Regions from separate parts of the Mus musculus genome. Here region 1 is linked to region 2. A link is a contact called in public HiChIP or PLAC-seq data. All regions are on one chromosome and are shown on one strand. Each heading gives the region's core, a stretch centred on a gene start, on an enhancer-like site or on the middle of the called end of the contact. The rest is flanking DNA. Distances are from core to core; before and after follow the strand shown.

Region 1 (2,968 bases), core at 349-2,848, 66 kb after region 2:
GTGACAAAGTGTCTGTCACTAAGCCTGACCACTCAATTTGATCCTGAGACCTGAATGGTGGAAGGTTCTCAAACTAACTCCTATGAGCTGTCTGCACTCTACATGTTCTATAGTATACACACACAAAAATAAATAAACAAATGTAGGTAGAAGAAGAAGAGGAGGAGGAGGAGGAAGAGGAGGAGGAGAAAGAGAAGGAGGAGAAAGAGAAGGAAGAAGAGGAAAAAGAGGAGGAGAAAGAGAAGGGAGAGGAGGAGGAGGAGGAGGGCGAGGAGGAGGAGGAAGAGGAGGAGGAGGAGGAAGAGGAGGAGGAGGAAGAGGAAGAGGAGGAGGAGGAGGAAGAGGAGGAGGAGGAAGAGGAGGAGGAGGAGGAGGAGGAGGAGGAAGAGGAGGAGGGCTGGTGAGATGGCTAGGCAGGTAAGAGCACTGACTGCTCTTCCATAAAGGTCCTGAGTTCAAATCCCAGCAACCAATGGTGGCTCGCAACCACCCGTAATAAGATCTGATGCCCTCTTCTGGCACATCTGAAGACAGCTACAGTGTACTTATATATAATAATAAATAAATTTAAAAAGAAGAAGAAGGAGGAGGAGGAGGAGGAGGAGGAGAAGGAGAAGAGGAAGAAGAAGGAAGAGGAGGAGGAGCAGCAGCAGCAGCTGCCACCATCTGGAGATACAGCTCAGTATAGCAGAGCACTTGCCTCATCCGAGTGAAGTCTCAGGTTTAATCTCTAGCACATACATATATACATACATATATTCACACACTACATACATACATACACATATATGTTGTTGTAAATATTTAAATCCTGGCCTTGAGTTTCTACCCCACCTTAGGTTATTAAGTTCCCAGATAAAAACCACACAGATAGCCTTTATATTTATTATAAGTCCTAAACAGCACAAACGCTGGGCAGCTGCCTACCCTCCCTGCTGTTAGAATCCACTTTCCTAACAATAACCCTGAGTTACTACTCACAACTTACTAGGTTCTATCTGGGCTGTTCTTAGCCCCAAGTGGATAGACCTCACATACACATACCCACATACATATATACACATATACATACATGTATAGAGACAGGCATATATACATATACACATATCACACACACACACACATATATACACACACACACATATACATACATGCATTCATACATACATACATACAAAATGGGTATGGTGGTCTTGGTAGGGAAAACAACTCAAGTTTGAGGCCAGCCCAGACTATCAAATGAGTTCCAGGGCAGCCTGGGCTGTGGAGACTGTGTTTCAAAATAAAGTTTTCTGTAACTTAAATTTAAGAGACACACGGGGCGGTGGTGGCACACGCCTTTAATCCCAGCACTTGGGAGGCAGAGGCAGGCAGATTTCTGAGTTCGAGCCATCCTGGTCTACAAAGTGAGTTCCAGGACAGCCAGGGCTACACAGAGAAACCCTGTCTCGAAAAACCAAGAGAGAGAGAGAGAGAGAGAGAGAGAGAGAGAGAGAGAGAGAGAGAGAGAGAGAGAGAGAGAGCGCCTTGATCCTCTTCTTTCTCTGCTTAGGTCTGATACATCCTCTTGCTGACTCAGTGCTCACACTTCCTCCTTATTCATCTCCCCCCTCTCTGCTGCTCAGTCATGCTGAGGTATGTGGCTGGCTGAGGTATTTTTCCACAGGTCTCCTGGGAAATTGCCTCATGGCAAGAACTGGAACATGATAGCACCACAAGGAAACCATCCTAAGGAGCATAGAAAGGCACAGAAGGGACAGGGCTAGTCCCAGCTCTGTGACCATAGCTATGATCATGGGAGGCTTAAACCATTCGCTAGGGCTCCTTTGTTTCACCTGTTTAATTACCCCGATGAATAATCACTTTGACAGAGTTAGAAGCCTGTCGCTTTCCTCTTTTGTCTGTCTGTCTGTCTATCTATTTATCTGAGACATAGCTCTGACTGTCCTGGTACTCACTCTGTAGAGCAGGCTGGCCTTGAACTCACAGAGATCTGACCGCCTCTGCTTACAATGTTGGGATTAAAGGCATGCACCACAACACCTGGCTCTTCCTTTTCCTAACAACAAGTCATATGATTTTAACACTTTAAACTTTTCAAAGTATTTTTATACAGATTTTAAATACATTGCTCATTTTGCTCCTGACACCATCTCTGAGTGGGTAGCTGAGCAGGGCTGCCCCTTGATGGGCATATAAGGGCACAAGCTCAGAAGATGATGTCACCATGAGGCCCAGGGGCATGGGTGCACCGTGGTCTCCAGCCAGGCTGGAGCTCAAGTTTCCTGACTGCAGCCTGGGGCCAGTTCTCCCACTGTTCCCTCCCTGAAGTCACCAGCTGTCCTTCTTCTCGAGAGATTCAAAACCTTGTGAGGTAAGACAGGATCTCCTGAGGGGATTAATGTCCCATAGCTGTCAGCATGGCCTTTGCGCTGGTATGGCTCTCAGCGAGCACCTGGGCCTTTGCCAGTGAGGCAGACTTGGATTTTTAAAGTTAACTCAGTGGCTCATGGGAGGTTGCCCAGACTTTTCTGTGACTCCTTGGGACAGGAGCCAGCCGACAGTTGGCCTTTAGTGTGCATTTTGCAGCAGTTTGGCCACCTTCCTTTTTGAATGGTTTAAAGTACGTTCCTCTTTTATAGTTGTTGAGGGTTTCTGTTGTTTTCAACAGGGTCACATGTAGCCCAGGCTGATCTCAAACTTTGTGGGTAGCTGAGGGTGACCTTGAACCTCGGAGGTGGGCCACCATGCCTGACTTCAGGTGTGATTCCTTTTCATTCACTTATTTAGTCAGTCCTCAGTTTTTTGAGAAAGGATTTCACATCTATAGTACAGGCTGTAGCTGAAGATTGCCTGGAACTTCTGACCCTCCTAGCTCCAGTCTCCTAAATGCTGGGATTACAGGTGAGCCCTGCCATACCCAATTTACAGTAGTTTTGTTGATGCGTGACAAGGTCTCATTATGTAG
Region 2 (2,922 bases), core at 49-2,548:
GCCTTGAAGGAACTTACAGTAGTCCTCCAGTCTCTACCTCACGAAGTGTTAGATTACAGGCATGAGCCCCCATGCAAGGAAGAAGAAAATTGAAGTATAGGAAAATATGCCACAGAGAATCACACAAGATTTCCAAAACTGTAAAGTATGAGTTTTATCAGCAGCAGCAAATACTGTCACTTGATTCATTTGTGAAAGTATCCACCAAGTCCTCAAGTCTGAAAAACCATTGTTTAAAAATAAAAAATAAAAGGGCTAATTGCAACTATCTCAAAGGTGCTTGTCCTTGGAAGAAGTTCTACTGTCTCACAATGAGGCAGCTGTTTCATAATGACTCCCCACGTACTCACACAAAAACAGGCACACAAAGGTCAAGGCTTACCACAACTCATTTTTTTCTGGGTTTTGTTTTGAGGGACAGCACATTTTTGCAACCTAGCATTGGCTGACCTAGTACTTGTTGCTTTGTAACACACAGGCTGATTGCTGGCTGGCCTAGAACTCCATGCCTCAGCCTCTAAGTGCTGGAATTACAGGATATGCTACCATTTTAGGGACATTCTTTGGGGTGCAGGGCAGTAAAGATAAGGACATTTAGAAGTAGTCAAACTAAACCTAAATGTTTCCAGTTCCGAAGTTTTCTATCACCACACTCAAGACCTGGCTATGATACACTTATATTATCAATGCATGTCACTAAGCTGCTTCTTTGGGCCTTCCTGTAAAAAGGCAATGGTTAACTTTTCAGAGATCAAAAGAAGAAAAGAAACAGTACTCCAAAAATTTCTAACAAACAAAATCAAATTCAAGAAGAAATAATCCTTGAGGCTCAACATAATACAAACTTGATTACATGATTATAAAAGTTTATATACCTGTGTAAAAATGAGCCAAAACCATATAAAATTAGATTTCTTCTTCAAATACCTGATTCTTGCCCCACTATTCTCTACTGCACTCTCAAACCTACATTGTGTAGCAAGCTCTCATCACAGAAAAGCAAAGGTGCATCCTTTATGTATTGTTGAAAATTCAGGAGACCATGAAGGCTAGATCCCATGATAAAGCCAAGGATGGAAAATTTCAAATCTAAAGAGTTCCAGAAAAAAAAATATATATATAGCTGTCCAGTATAGTTCAATGTAATAGGCGATGCAAAGTAAGGCTAAGACTGCCATTCAGCTTTCTCAAACCAAGATATTTACCAAAAATATCTGACCAGGCTAAGTATGGTGACTCATGCCTGTAATCTGTAATCCCAGCACTCATTCAGGAGGTTAAGACCTAAACCACATAGAACGTTTCAGGCTAACAAGACCTTGTCTCAAAAACCGAAAACAAAGTCAGGCACAGTGGTTCTCATCTGTGACCCCAGTACTTGAGAAATGGAGGAGGAGGAGCTCAAGATAACCCTCAGCTACACAGCCGAATTTGAGGCTAGCCTGGTCTATATGAGACTGTCTTGAAAACAAAAAACAGAAATCTGAGCAATTAAGGACATGTTATTGTTGCTGGAGACTGGGAAGTGAACCCAGACCCTTACAGGTGCTAGATGGGTACTCTATCTGCTATATCTCAGGCCTGTTTTATTACTTTCTTTTTGAGACAGATCTCCCTGAGTTCCTCAGACAGGCAGTGAACTGATACATAACCCAAAGTTTGGACTTGAGATCATCCAGTCTGAACTTTCCAAGTAGCTGGGATTAAAGGTATCTTCAACCATGACTGGATAGCTGAGATTTTTTTTTTTTTTTATGCCTTGCTATTATTCTCTAGCTATGCGTCAGTCTTAAATTAATACTCTTTTTCAATTCTGTAGGGGTTGGAGAGATGACTCAGAGGTTAAGAGTACATACTGTTCTCCCAGAGAACTTAACTCAAGTTCAGTTCCCAGCACTCATATCAGGCAGTTTACAACCTTCTCCTCTAACTCCAGCCCCAAAGGCTCCAAAGGCTCCAAAGGCTCTGGCCTCCACAAGCACCTGCAGATACTCACACTCATACATGGACACATATGTACCCCTGCCACACACAACTTAAAATAAAATTAGGGCCACAGACACGGCTAAACCATTAGGAACATGTACTATTCTTGCTGAGGAACTGTTCAGTTCAGTTCCCTGTACTCATGTCAGGTGACTGACAACTGCTTGTAAATCCAACTCCAGGGATCTGCACACACACACACATACACACACACACTTAAAACTAATAAATCTTATGCATTAAAAAAATAACTTTAATTAGAAAGGAAGAAATGGGGTTGGAAAGATGGCTCAGGTTTGCTCTTCCAGATAATCCAGGATCAATTCACAGTATCCTCATAGCAGCTCACACCTGTCTGTAAACTGTAATTCCAGGGCTCACACTCTCACAAGCATACATGGAGGCAAAACACCAATGAATATAAAATAAAAATTATATTAAAAAATGAAAAGTAATCAGCCTGGCATGGTGGTACATGCCTTTAATCCCAGCACTCAGAGGCGGCAAAGGCAGGAAGATCTCTCTATGTGTTGAAGGTCAGCCAGGTCTACAGAGGGAGTTCTAGGCCAACCAAGACTACACAGAAAAACCACATTTCCAAAAATAAAACAAACCTCAAATGGTTCAACTACAGAAATTATAACCATATTTATAATCCTAGCACCCGGGAGGCTAAGGCAAGTAGAATGCATGTCCAGGTCAGCCCAGACTACATAGCAAAATTCTTTCTTGAAAAACTGGATGTGGAGGCAGAGGCACAATAAATGAAACATACATGAAATAGTTTTTTTCTACATTTGGCGTTCGGGGTATCATTAAGTTTTCTTAGCTGGTTTTAATTAAGCCTCGCCCACACAGTCTGAGAAAATGACTCAGCAAGACTCAGCCCACATGTGAACTGGAGTTAAGCGATTAACACGATTAGGTTAAACACAT

The links. HiChIP or PLAC-seq counts read pairs in DNA pulled down with a chosen protein or histone mark.
Region 1: a BATF HiChIP or PLAC-seq map of CD8 T cells shows a contact between it and region 2, with 8 read pairs. The contact joins two enhancer-like sites. A contact is called at or near these places in 1 of 15 datasets of contacts at CTCF or cohesin (CD8 T cells), 5 of 484 Hi-C or Micro-C datasets (Th1 cells, centroblasts, centrocytes and 2 more) and 7 of 115 datasets of contacts at active chromatin or transcription factors (CD8 T cells, bone marrow-derived dendritic cells, bone marrow-derived macrophages and 4 more).

What each region holds. Positions count from the first base shown.
Region 1 is chr12:3,347,968-3,350,935 of GRCm38.p6, forward strand. All of the region lies in intron 1 of Gm26520 (predicted gene, 26520), which reads right to left. Among named protein-coding and RNA genes, the nearest start is that of Gm26520, 7.7 kb to the right of the region's middle. Within about 2 kb of position 1,599, at least 87 of the 459 cell types and tissues checked have an H3K27ac peak or open chromatin away from gene starts, as enhancers often do. A contact at or near this core is called in CD8 T cells, bone marrow-derived dendritic cells and bone marrow-derived macrophages, where this site is marked.
Region 2 is chr12:3,282,768-3,285,689 of GRCm38.p6, forward strand. All of the region lies in intron 1 of Rab10 (RAB10, member RAS oncogene family), which reads right to left. Among named protein-coding and RNA genes, the nearest start is that of Rab10, 26 kb to the right of the region's middle. Within about 2 kb of position 1,299, at least 90 of the 459 cell types and tissues checked have an H3K27ac peak or open chromatin away from gene starts, as enhancers often do. A contact at or near this core is called in CD8 T cells, bone marrow-derived dendritic cells and bone marrow-derived macrophages, where this site is marked.